Linked DNA regions of Sus scrofa: region 1 is linked to region 2. The links are chromatin contacts, called in public HiChIP or PLAC-seq maps. All regions are on one chromosome and are shown on one strand. Each heading gives the region's core, a stretch centred on a gene start, on an enhancer-like site or on the middle of the called end of the contact. The rest is flanking DNA. Distances are from core to core; before and after follow the strand shown. Region 1 overlaps PDLIM5 (PDZ and LIM domain protein 5). Region 2 overlaps BMPR1B (bone morphogenetic protein receptor type 1B).

Region 1 (6,806 bases), core at 54-2,553, 170 kb after region 2:
CAAAAAAAAAAAAAAAAAAAAAAAAGGGAGAGAGAGAGAGTCAAAGAAATGGTACTTCTATCATAAGCAGATTGGAAGTGCTCTATAGCAAATGTAATCAGAGCTTCAGTAGAATTTCCTAAAAATATAATGCTCTCTATCTGTAAAACCCAACTAACTAATCAAAGCATTGCCTAAATAATACAATTTAGGCAAAACATCCATAATCCTTCTAAGATGCAAATGCACCAAAAAATTTTAAACATTAGGTCAAAATAAAACAATCTATGGAGTTTTAAGCTAAAAACATGTTCTGTAAGAGACAATCTGTTCAGTTTTAACATTCAGTGATTCAGGTTTCTGAGATTTTCCAAAAACAATAAACTTAACTTTGCCTTTACTTTAAAAAAAAGTTTTTGAGGGAGTTCCCATTGTGGTGCAATGGAAACGAATCCGACTAGGAACCATGAGGTTGCAGGTTTGACCCCCGGCCTCACTCAGTGGGTTAAGGATCTGGCGTTGCCGTGAGCTGTGGTATATGTCACAGATGTGGCTTGGATCTGGCATTGCTGTGGCTCTGGTATAGGCTGGTGGCTGTAGCTTCAATTAGACCCCTAGTCTGGGAACCTCCATATGCTGAGGAGTGTGGCCCTAAAAAAATGCAAAAAAAAAAAAAAAAAAGTTTTTGAAAATTTGAAACATTTGGAAAATAAATAAAAAGCAAAACAATATAAATTATAAATAAATAACATATACTACATGGTAGAAAACAATACAAATGATACAAGAATCAAGCTTTTCAGAGTCTGCCAGGTTATAATATTCTATTCTGAAAGTAGCAAGCCTGCAACTGCAGCTTGTTTTTAAAACAGGTGTCCAAGGGAACGTCACTTGATCTAAGGCCTCCTTGCTTTGGTAAGTGATACTGACACTGAGGCCAAGAACTGGAATTATGCTTTGACGAGGTCTCTGAACTGACCACAATCTATTCAAGCTGCGATTTAGCATTTGAGCACCAAATGAATGTGTTATGTTAATTACTGTTATAGGATCTTGACGTGAGCTAATCCTTGTTCTCATTAACTTGCCTAGCAAATGAAGCTCTAATGCTTAACTGATAACAAGTGCCGGGATAATCCAGAGCAGTGTGAAATTTAACAGATGAGGGGGCATTAAGTGATAGCTATTCATGCTATTAATGTAATATGTATTTATTTCACTTGGCAGAAGATTGTGCTGTAAAATTACAGCCTGGTCTAGCATTCAACACTGCAACCAAGGCAGTGAGGGCTGGGGAATGGAGTTTCTATTTTGATCTTCCCATTTTCCACCTACGAAGGTTTTCAGATCTGCTAGCGGTGGTGAGTATAGGATATCACAGAATCTGGTAATCTGACAAGAGGAATCAGCAGCGGATAGGTTTGACATTTTTGTTAACCCTTCCAGTAATTACTTGCTCACAGCAGCCCACAAACAGCAGTGACGCCTGTCTCCATAAAGGGTGTTTTTATCCAGAGTATAGTATTCCCCACACACTAGGCTAGGTAACCAAAGTACCATAACTTACAGAAACACTGTTACAAGTCAAAACTTATTTTTATTAGCATTAAATCTATGCTAAAAATATAACCCTAAATATAGTTAGTAATGAAAGATATTATTTATTGGAACAAAGCCATACTACACTAGATTTTATAATAGTTTAAATATTGCTGTAAGACCCTATAGCAGTACTTTTTAAAAAAACACTCTAACCAAACTGATACCATGGCCTGAAGGACAAGTGGATCTAGAGTCATGGATGATCAAACATTCACCAAATGCCTTTCATGTGTTGGACACTGTTCTAGACTCTGGAAACCTCTATTGATTTTTCTCCTTCTCCCTATACCCACTATTCCTCCTCCCACAGCTGCTGGCTGATTCTTATAAAACAGGTACTCAGTGTGGAAAAAACAAACTAAGTGGAAAATAACAGTTTACAAAATATCATACCATGATTCCATTTCTGCAAAACAACATCTGTCCTTATGGGTGTGCATTTTCAAAGTGTGAACTAAAATACTAACAGTGGTTATCCTGGGAGGTGGAATTCCTTCCGGACTTTTATTTTTGCTTTCTGGTTTTCTATGCTGTGGAAATGTCACAATACAAAAGCTATTTTTAAAAAAAAAAAAATATAAGGGACTCTGTGTTGCGTACTTGATACATTTTTTATTTAATAGTGAGTTAAGGAGAAGAATTCTTTATATTTGGTGAAAAAAAGGTATTGAGACTTTCTGTGCTCCATTTTTTTTTTCCCTGTTTTTCTGGCTGCCCTGTGGCATATGGAGTTCTCAGCAACACCAGATCCTTAACCCACCACACCGGCAGGGGACTGAACCTGGGTCGCAGTGTTCCCAAGACACTGCCAATCCCATTGTGCCGCAGTGGGAAGTCCCCTGAGCTCCCTTTTAAGTAGTAACTAGAAACATGATCCTAAGGAATAATTACGTAAGAGAGGAGGGGAGGATGCGAGTAAGTCTTAACCTTATTCAACTTGAGACATCACTGTTTCAACTACTTCAAATCAGGGTCCATGAAAGAGGAGGAGAGAGACTGAGCCGTCATTTCAAGCCATCATCTGCTCCTGCCAACAAGGCAACTCACAGAGGCAGCAAAAGGTCCCCAAGTGGGACACCTGCATTAACATTCCCACCTAAACTTCAACATTTTAAGAGCCACTGGTTCAGAAATGCTGAGATTTTGTAAGTGCCAATGTAGTACAGTCACTCAAGAGCTTAGCTTTTTTTTGCTTCTTGGAATTTAAGAAACAATAAAATAGATTTGGATAAAGACTATTTTAAAGAAGCAGGGTATGACCTAAGCTAAAATGCAGAGCATTTAAGAATGGATGTGAGGGTGATGACATCTTTCGGTGCCTCGTACTTGAAAATCCAATCTTCTTTCCTCCAGGGCTGAAGTTCTTTATTTTACATTATTTGCTATTTTTCTTCTGAATTAAAATCCTCACCTTTATAATTTGTGACATAATGAAGTTCTGATAAGTGATCTTCAGGGTCCCTTTGCATCTTAATAGTTTATTAATTATTATTTTTCCTTAGTCCTGATAGGAATTCCTATCTGCTAAATTGGCATTTTTAGTTTTATTTTCACAGAGCCCAGAATTACTTTTCAGTCAAACAGATTCTAACATATATACACATATTCATATTTATCTACTTTGATAGTTGCTATTACAAAGAAATAGAGCAGGAATATTTTCACTAATAAAATTTCTAATCTTTCAGAATATAACCCAAAAAAAATCAACACTGGTATGGAACCCTTGCAAGAAAATTTAAACATCAAATAACCCACCTGATGACCTGGTTGCAGTGGGCGCACATCGGCGTTCGTTTCCCTGCAGGAATGTGCTCAGCCCTTTGCACTAAAGTGTCCTCATTACTGGGCTGGGGCTGCCCTCTGGCTGAGGTGGCTGGTGCGCTGGCTCCTGTGGGTGTCCCACTGTTGGTGACTCTTCCGGTGGAAGGTGCTAGGCCGTAAAACACAGAAGAATCAAAATGAGGATAAGCCAACTATAAACTTTCCCAAATCGATCAAAGAATAAGGTTACTTCAGAAAAGAAATCAGATCTACTTGGAGTTCCCACTGTGGCTCAGCAGTAATGAACCCAACTAGTACCCACGAGGATGTGGGTTTAATCCCTAGCCTGGCTCAGTGAGTGAAGGATCTGGTGTTGCCGTGAGCTGTGGTGTAGGTTGCTGAAACTGCCCAGATCTGGTGTTGCTGTGGCTGCAATGCAGGCTGGCAGCTGCAGCTCTGATTCAACCCCTAGCCTAGGAATTTCTGTATACCATGGATGTGGCCCAAAGAGGGGAAAAAAAAAATTACTCACTTCCTCACTCATTTACTCACACTTATGGAGTGGCTATGTACCAAACACTGGTCTTAGACTACAGAATTAAATAGAAGAGGAATTCAAGGATTGCAACACGGGGGAAGAGATGAAAGCAGAGATGAAGAGGGTGTTAGAGGAAAAGCAGAGTCACCTCTGCTTCCAAGAGGAGATATGGTTGAGTTGAATATTGACAGGTGAATCGAATATTAATGGTGATGTATTTCTGGTCATCCAGGCACCTCTGCTAACCATTAATTAAAGACTTAATTTAGAATATATCATAAGCATACTGAAGATTGCAATGAGTTGACGATAAGAGCAAAAATGAACTCACTACATTCTCTCTCTTTGTGCACTAAGTAAGGTGACATCAGTTACCCAGGCATATAAGGTAGCAACGTAAGAACCATTCTAGGGCCTTCCTTTCCTCGTCTATGGTTATGACAGGTCCTGCTGTTTTTTGTTTTTTTTTTTTGTTTTTTTTTTTTTAATCACAAATGGTTCTCGATTTTGCCCCCTTATCTCCATTCTTACAATACTATCTGGTTTATGTCCTCAAAATCTCCTACCTTGGACTAGGCACTGAAAAATGTCTTGTCCTCCTTAAACTCCCCTTCCCACTGCTACCCAGGACAGAGTTTTATCTGATCACAACTCTGCATAAACCATGTCAAGGAAATCCCTCTTCTTTGACCACAGAGCATAGTCCACGCTTCTAAGCACTACATACAGGTCCCTCCAGGGGTCTCTCTGCCTGGCCCACAGCCTCATCTGTCACCACCTTCTGCCTTTCTCTCTGTGCTACAGTGAAGACCAAGTGGTCCCATTTCCCCCGTTCAGGGCTCCATCCACTCACAGGCTGTCCTCACTGTCATTTTCCTACCCTTCTTCCTACAAACTCAGTAACATTTCTCAACAGGATGTAGTCCTGGCGTCAACTGCTCCAAAAATCCTCCCCAAACTCCCCCCTGCATAATCCAGATTAATGTCCCTCTTCCAGGCTCCCATAATTTTCTGAAGATGCCTTTATTATTGTTGCTACTGCATATATTTGTGTCTTTTCTCCCCAACTAGAGCATAAGCTCCTTGAGGGCAGAGACGATGTCTTATTCCGCACCCTAGCAACTAAAACAGTGCCTGGAACGAATGAATGAATGAGTAAACTGGAATCAATACACACCATGAACAACTGCAAAAACTATGAGGGGCTGAAACCAACAAAAGCCCTGCTCCTTAACCACAGGCAATTAAAATGCGGTGGAAGAGAAAAGGCATATACTTAAAGGTTGGAAAGGAACAACTCTTAAGAAAAGCATATAAAGGAGCTGTGTGTGTGTGTGTGTTTGTGTGTGTGTGTACAGACAGGGTTCATACTAAAGGTGTGATTAAAATTAGATAAAAGGAGTTCCCGTCGTGGCGCAGTGGAAACGAATCTGCATAGAAACCATGAGGTTGTGGGTTCGATCCCTGGCCTCGCTCAGTCAGTTAAGGATCTGGCATTGCTGTGAGCTGTGGTGTAGGTTACAGATACAGCTTGGATCTGGCATTGCTGTGGCCTAGGCTGGCAGCTACAGTTCTGATTAGATCCCTAGCCTGGAACCTCTGCAAGGACAAAAAAGACAAAATAAAATAAAATATAAAATAAAATAAAATAAAATTAGGTAAAATAAAATAAAATTGAAAGGCTAATTTTTCCTCGTCAGAATAAAGCCTGCTAGCAATGATGTGCAGCTACAGATCCAGAAACCCAGTGCTTAAAAACACTTAGCACATCCCCCATCCAGGTTCTGCCTGGCACGTGAGCTGTGAACTTGCACTTTTACAGGCCAGGGAGCTCGATGAGTACCCATGTGTCAAGTGAGTCAAGTGCGCTAAGAACATGTTTTCACTCTTTTAGATTCACACCTTCTCTTACAGAAATGGGAGAGAAAATCACGGTACCATTCGCTTTGTGTGCTCTCTTCCTTGTTCCCTCGCTGACCTGCAGGCACAACCCTCTCCTTCCATTTCTGTTTCAATGCTGAATCCCGCTCGTCTTTAAATTCAAGACATGCAACCAGATTTCACCTTCTTGCACACGTTACCAGCTCATCCTCAGAACAGAAATCTGTGCCTTGAATTCTCCCTCTTACTCAAGCAAGCCCTCCGCCTCCTCCATTCTTGATAGTTCCCAGACCCTTACAACTGGTGCCCTGGAAATGTTTCCAAGGTGTGTTCCTTCTTCTTCTCCTTCTTTTTTTTTTTTTTTTTTTTTTTTTTTTTGTCTTTTTGCCTTTTCCAGGGCCGCTCCCGAGGCATATGGAGGTTCCCAGGCTAGGGGTCGAATTGGAGCTGGTAGCTGCCTACCTCCGCCAGAGCCACAGCAATGCGGGATCCGAGCCACGTCTGCAACCTACACCACAGCTCATGGCAACGCTGGATCCTTAACCCACTGAGCAAGGCCAGGGACTGAACTCACAACGTCATGGTTCCTAGTCGGATTTGTTAACCACTGTGCCACAAAAGGAACTCCCCTTCTTCTTCTTCTTTTTTTAGGACCCCATACCTGCGGCACATGGAAGTTCCCAAGCAAGGGGTCAGATCAGAGCTGAAGCTGCTGGCCTACACCACAGCCATAGCAACGCAGGACCCGAGCCATGTCTGCGACCTACACCACAGCCTGTGGCAACACCTGATCCTGAACCCACCAAGCATGGCCAGGGATCAAACCCGTGTCCTCATGGATACTAGTCAGGTTCGTAACCCACCGAGCCACAATGGAAACTCCTGTCTCTTCTTTTTAATCCAAATCCATACTCTAGCATGAGTCCTGGTCCTGAATCCCTCAGGTCTAAACAATTACAGGTCTAGTCTCTCTGTCATCAGTCTCTTTTTTCAACCTATTCTGCTGAATTATTTTTCCAAATACATCACTCTGATCACATTT
Region 2 (6,822 bases), core at 1,628-4,127:
GTTGATGGACATTTGGGTTGTTTCCATGTCCTGGCTATTGTGAATAGTGCTGCAATGAACATGCGGGTGCATGTGTCTCTTTTACGTAGAGTTTTGTCCGGATAGATGCCCAAGAGTGGGATTGCGGGGTCATATGGTAATTCTATGTATAGATTTCTAAGGTATCTCCAAACTGTTCTCCATAGTGGCTGTACCAGTTTACATTCCCACCAACAGTGCAGGAGGGTTCCCTTTTCTCCACAGCCCCTCCAGCACTTGTTATTTGTGGACTTATTAATGATGGCCATTCTGCCTGGTGTGAGGTGGTATCTCATGGTAGTTTTGATTTGCATTTCTCTTATAATCAGCGATGTTGAGCATTTTTTCATGTGTTTGCTGGCCATCTGTATATCTTCTTTGGAGAAATGTCTATTCAGGTCTTTTGCCCATTTTTCCATTGATTGATTGTTTTTTTTGCTGTTGGGTTGTATAAATTGCTTATATATTCTAGAGATTAAGCCCTTGTCCGTTGCATCATTTGAAACTATTTTCTCCCATTCTGTAAGTTGTCTTTTTGGTTTCTTTTTGGTTTCCTTTGCGGTGCAAAAGCTTTTCAGTTTGATTAGGTCCCATGGGTTTATTTTTTAAACCGGCTGCCAGCACGTCGTTGCACCCAGGCCACAAGAAGAAAACATTTATGAATCTTGTTCTTATTACACTGATAACTAAGTCCATACAATTTAGCACTTACATCTTATTCATACCTATATTGCCTAGCACAATGCCTAGCAAATATTAGGGACTTCCAAGTTTTATAGAATTGACTTTAATAGTTTATGTGTTCAACTGTTTCACTGAACTCTTATTAATTTTGATTTAAGACCTTTCTAGGCAGGAACCACTTTCAACATTCTTACACCAAACCACTCTTTTGCACGAATTCTGTTTGAGAATTGAATTTACATTTGTATTCAGTGTAAAACAATGTTTATGTTGTCATATATAAATGTATATATTCTACCTAAAATTATTTGAGAACATTTTGCTAGTATTTTTTATTATGAATTTTTTGTTAGCGTTTAACTTCAAAAACGCTAAATAAAACTTACCTCATAAGTGCTTACTAATGCTTACTAGTTACAGAATACATGTTTTCAATTAGTAGGTTGCAACACCTTTTGGCTTTATTTTCGCCACAATTTTCTGTGGCAGTAAATTTAATTTCAAAAGAAAGTAGCTATAGATTATGGAACCCAGCATAGCTGGGTAACACATAAATAAGTCTCAGCCAGCTTTAAAAGCATATTAAAGAGAGTTGTGAAATATACGTGTAAACATGAAATTCTGAAGTGTTAATCCAGTGACACTTAAGTATTGGTTCCAGTTTATAAACAGATTCTTTTAAAGCTTCTAGGCAAAATCTGAGGAATAGCAATGGCGTGCCCTGTCACAGCTGGTAAGACTTAAAGTATATTGTGAGCTCTAATGATCTCTCTTAGAACTCATTATTCCTAATTATTATAAATACCATATTTCCAAAATCTCCAATTTTAGCAACCTATGGTATTTGGATAAAGTTGGTGCTAAAAGTAGACTGAATCAGGATCTTTTTTTCTAATAGTTTAAATGTACCTCTTTTAATTCATGAAGTTTGAGGACACACTAGATTAGGTACCTATGTGACATTAACATCTAAAAGAACCGAAAACATATTTTTATTTCTGATTTTGTTTAGGATCTGAGTCTGAATTAAGAATCCTAGGTACAAATGCCCTTTGAGAATAAGTTAGCATCCTTCTTAAAAGTTCTGAGGTCTTTCAAATACTCAAAGAAAAGGCTTCTGTTGTTGATGCAACTCATTACTGTATCTTTATGAGAAAAATATGTTTTAAACATAACAAGGCATTAAGTAATGCGAAACACTTTTTCATAGAACACTCTGCATAGCCCTGGGAATAAACAATAAACAAAGCCCTCTCCCTGCCCTGGAGGGGTTACAGTCCCACTGGAAAGGCAGACCAGCAATCAGGTTACATGGATAGTAAACTGTTCACAAGTCATGAGCTTGGTAAAGTTCTCCAAGAAAACCAAGAGTTTTTTGTGGATGAAGTACAATGAATTTTTAATTCACTTAATATTTTGGGGTGTTTTTTTTTTTGTTTTGTTTTGGGTGAAGTTAAAGCATCAACTTTTGAATCTGACCACCTGAGTTAAAATCCTGCCTCACACAGTCAAGGTCCAGCACCCTAATAAAATGCTTCTTGCTTCCCTTACTTCTTTTTTCACCAGTTGTATAATGCGGATCTCAATGGGCCTCATGGAGGAAGAAGTGGAATAATACTCTCAACAAGAAAGATAGGCTTCCTAGGCTTCAAGGAGCTCAGTTTTGCAGCAAAGATCAATAATAAATCCAGGCAATTTCAGCTTGTTCAGCTACTCACTCATCCTGAGCAAACTGAAGGGGCAGCAGTGAATAAAAATTCACATATGACATACATCTTTCAGGAACTGATCCTGGTGGCAGGAAAGCACTCCTTTAACTATGATGGAATACAATGCTTTCAAGCCAGCCTTTCAAAAACCAAAGTGTCATTAGCTGAATTCTGTGCCACCATTAAGGTGCTACCAACGGGGTCCAAATGTGCAGTACAGCATGAGCTCCTTGTTAAAAGATCTGTTTCTCCCCATGAAGCAGATACGTACATATTCCCATAGAATCTCTGTCAGCATGTACTTGAACATCTCAAGAGCATCCAGATTAGAGAAAAAGGTCACAAGCAATGCTCTATTTGTGAGCGACTGAATAAGAGTCTCAAATCTAGGTCCTTGGGGAGGAGGGAGAAGAACTTGTTTACACACACAGAGTAAGCAGCTGTTTAAGTGGTGTGACTGGAGGGGGTGATGAAAGGGCCTCTGGGCTAAAAATACCTCCATTGGCTGCACCCCAGTGCCCCAGATTCCCACACAGTTCTTTCTTTGGAGCTCACGTGGAAACTCCTGCTAAGATGCAACTGGCATTGGAGCTCCTTTAGCTATTATCAGCCATTATTCTGGCTCAAATTAGTTTAGTTCATTAACCACCCTTATCATTTAACAGTGCCCAGAGAACGAGATGCCACAAAGAGGAGTCGCCAAGGTGAGTGAGGATTAATAAAGGTCTGGATATGTATTAGGGTTTTTCCAGTTAGGAAAAACAAGAGGGGGGGCATATGTTAGGCCCCTTCACACTGAGAGGACTGAGCACATTCTAACCATAAAATTGTGCCCTCTGGCCCAAGGCTAACCCTGTAAGAGCAAAGTAGCAGTCCTGAGACTGTGGGATGTTTTGCTATAAATATTCACTTATTCACTTCCCACCCCAAATCAGTGTAGACTAATAAACCCTTTCTTAAAGCAAGATAACATATATTTTCAATTATTCAAAAGTATAATTACAAAGGGTGAGCGAACAGCTTAGTGGTAGAGCATTTTCTGAGACACAACATCTTGACTAAAAATCAGGAGCACCCGTAGAACTTCCACTAGACTGTACGTCCCATCATGAGTAGAACTTTGTTTCTATTCTGTTCACTGTGTTAACCTCAGCACCCCAGAAAGTCCATGGCATATAGCAGGTGCTCAACCAGAGACAATGCAGGCTGGAAGCTAAAAGCTTAGACCCTACCAATGAGGTCCAGCTCTGTCTCTTATTAGCTGTATAACCCCGAGCAAGGTTTTTAGCCTCTTTGTGCCTCAGTTTCCTCATGTGTAAAAAGGGGGTGATACTAGCACCTATTTTATGGAAAATAAATGGGTTAAATAAAGTACTTATAGCAGTGTCAGGCACAAAATTAGCAGTGTTATAAATACTGGCTAGGAGCATTATTGTTTGCTGAATCAATGAGGAGATCTAGAAGGCTAAACTAAAATAGCAAGACTATAGGAGTCCCGTTGTGGCACAGCAGAAAAGAATCTGACTAGGATCCATGAGGATGCAGTTGGATCCCTGGCCTCCTTGAGCAGGTTAAGGATCCGGCACTGCCATGGGCTGTGGTGTAGGTCACAGATGCAGCTCAGAACTGGCATTGCTGTGGCTGTGGTGCAGGCTGGCAGCTGTGGCTCTGATTTGATCCCTAGCCTGGGAAATTCCATATGCCATAGGTACGGCCCTAAAAAGCAAAAATAATAATAATAATAATAAATTAACGAATAAAATAAAGTAGAAAGACTATAGATAAAAGCACAAGACAAAGTCACTGTAAGGAACTGCTACAGGGGCATCTGTCAAGGAGGCTTTAATAAAGTAATAAAAGATTGAGGACAAAGAGCCGTACTGTTTTCATTACAGAAAAATAATCCCGAGTACTTGTCCTTAAATCTAGGTTAAGAGAAGAGCTTTAAAAGAGCAATCTAAAAAGTAGTGCCTGGCACCAATGTAGAGTTTCTGACAATTTTTTAAGTTCCCCTGGTGAGTCTCCTGTGAAACGAGTTCGGAACGACCTACCTACAGCTGGGCTTTCCAGTCTTCCCCACCTCAGAGCATTTGAGGCTTTCAACACACTCCTTCCAAGTAAGAGAAGCTCCCCAGGAAAGTGGTGGGAAGACACATAGAGTGGAGGCATCCAAAAAGGTTTTTCAGATGTCCCCTACACCTTCTCTTGCGGTGCATCTACCTCCCATCTGCACCCCATAACCTCGGAGCATAGAGCAGATACTCTCTCTCTCTCTCTCTCATCCCCAAGAAGCAAAAGAAAGTTTTGCAGTATTTAGCAACCAGCCAGACACAGGCACCAATCAATCAGAATGCTACCAGCTGAATGCAGCAATAGTATATGGCTCCTGATGAGCCCTGCCTACAAGGGAGACAGGATTTCCATTCTGCAGAGGCAGGAAGAGAAGCGGAGGCCTTGAGGCTATATGCCAAAGGCCACAAATTGAAGAAACTGTAGAGCCAGAATCTCAACTACTCAAAGAATGAAAAGGGGAAAAGTCTGAAACCATGAAAGGAAAATGACACTCAGTATTTGAAAATTTCTGTGCCTAAAAACTAATTTTCTAGGAATTTTGTGGTATGTTCTTCTCAGAATTAAGCTGCTGTACTAACCAGTAATTCTCAATGGACTTTAGAGGTGTGAAATTACTATCTTTATGACAGACACATGGAGAAGCAAAGTTCTGTGCGCCTTTCTCTTTCACCTTAAAGACTTTAAGAAAGGAATGAGCCGGGATCCCTTTATTTTCCTTGATAAGAATGCCTTCTATATGACCAACTTCTGTAAAATTCACTTTCTAGAAGATAAATTCTAGAAAACAATGCAATAGATAGATTTTCATTAAGAATCATTTCATGTCTTTTTTATTTCTATAGAAAAATAACTTGAGCTATTGAAAAGCAATGGTGAAGAATAATGGTCATCAATTCAGGAAGTCTGATTTAGATCCTATTTCACATCTTACAAGTTCCAAACAGAATGGAGAGTTACATACCAACAGTTCAAATTTTATAAGTAGTAGCATAAATCGAAACTATTTATCAGATATATGAGAAGGGGGTTGTAATGACACACACACTTTTAAAATAAAACAGACGTGAAAGAAAATAAATAGACCAAAAAAACTATACAATGCCAAAATACCAGATAAAATGTACATATATACTATATTCTATGAAGAGTGTCACTGTTTAGCATAAAATAGGCTAAGTTCTCCAAAAAGAAAAAAATAATAATCCACACATCCACGCACACACAAAAATAAAATGTAAACAAATTTCAAATCTGTTTGACATAAATGTTCATACTGGTAGCCAAAAGCAAAGAAAAAAATTGAGCATAATAATAATAACCTAATAAAAATGTCACATGAGGTGGGCTATGGCATCACTCACAGTTTGCAGCCCAGCAAAGCCTGCGCTTAGGACCGGTAAGCAACCTTCCCAAGATCACTCACCTAGTTAGGGGTGATTCTGGGGTTTATATCCAGACAGCCTAACTCCAGCACCCATGTTCTTTATCACAATGTCCCCTCAAATTAGCAAAAATATCATTTCTAATATTTTAGTATCAATTTATCAATAACCACTAAATCAACAAAATTAAAAATATTATCAATATTGATTATTCATCATTAGTAGGAGGATTTATTGCACAGATCTGAAAGAAAGTTAGCAAAATGTTTCCAAAGCATACATTCCTTTTCCCAGTAATTCTACTTTTAGGAATATAACCTCAGGAAATAAGTGAAATAAAGTGAAAGACAGGAGAATTACTTGCTGGAAAATATGCATAATCCCTAGTATTATATAATAGCACTATTTTTAATTATAATAGTCAAATATCCATCAATACAGGTATAACCAAGTAAATTCTGGTACATTAAAATGTATGATCATTATGACCATATTACAACATGGAAAATGACAGTTATCTTAAATATGAAAATGAACATGTCTGAGAGGGACTAAGGAAGAAAGGGAAAACACCTCATTAATTTGAGATAGCAAAGTTCACACTAGTTTTTTAAAATTTAGTTTCCCATTAACGCTGTTATTTTGTGTAACGTATTCTGTGCAGAAAATAGCTTAAAATTATACACCACAGTAACATATGCAACATGCCCACCATAAATCTGGACAAATACTAACCATTTAATCAACAGCGGATAATAACAGCTATAGCTAACACACTTGCTATATTGCCCTGCACTGTTCCAAGGTCATTAGATGAATTAACACTTTAATCCTCTGAACAATCCTATAGGTGCATTGTTTCCTGTTTACTAATAAACAAGGCAGAGGAATGGTTAAGTAATTTGCCTACATTCATCCAGCTAATCAACTGCAATGCCAGGATGTGTTCCAGAGCC

What was found. HiChIP or PLAC-seq counts read pairs in DNA pulled down with a chosen protein or histone mark.
Region 1: a contact with region 2 is called in an H3K27ac HiChIP or PLAC-seq map of skeletal muscle. The contact joins two enhancer-like sites. A contact is called at or near these places in 1 of 47 Hi-C or Micro-C datasets (skeletal muscle) and 1 of 2 datasets of contacts at active chromatin or transcription factors (skeletal muscle).

What each region holds. Positions count from the first base shown.
Region 1 is chr8:125,064,653-125,071,458 of Sscrofa11.1, forward strand. It overlaps PDLIM5 (PDZ and LIM domain protein 5), which reads right to left. Exons shown (of 18, transcript XM_021101756.1): 14 at 3,340-3,514. Among named protein-coding and RNA genes, the nearest start is that of BMPR1B, 110 kb to the left of the region's middle. Within about 2 kb of position 1,304, at least 3 of the 83 cell types and tissues checked have an H3K27ac peak or open chromatin away from gene starts, as enhancers often do. A contact at or near this core is called in skeletal muscle, where this site is marked.
Region 2 is chr8:124,890,189-124,897,010 of Sscrofa11.1, forward strand. All of the region lies in intron 1 of BMPR1B (bone morphogenetic protein receptor type 1B), which reads right to left. Among named protein-coding and RNA genes, the nearest start is that of BMPR1B, 68 kb to the right of the region's middle. Within about 2 kb of position 2,878, at least 3 of the 83 cell types and tissues checked have an H3K27ac peak or open chromatin away from gene starts, as enhancers often do. A contact at or near this core is called in skeletal muscle, where this site is marked.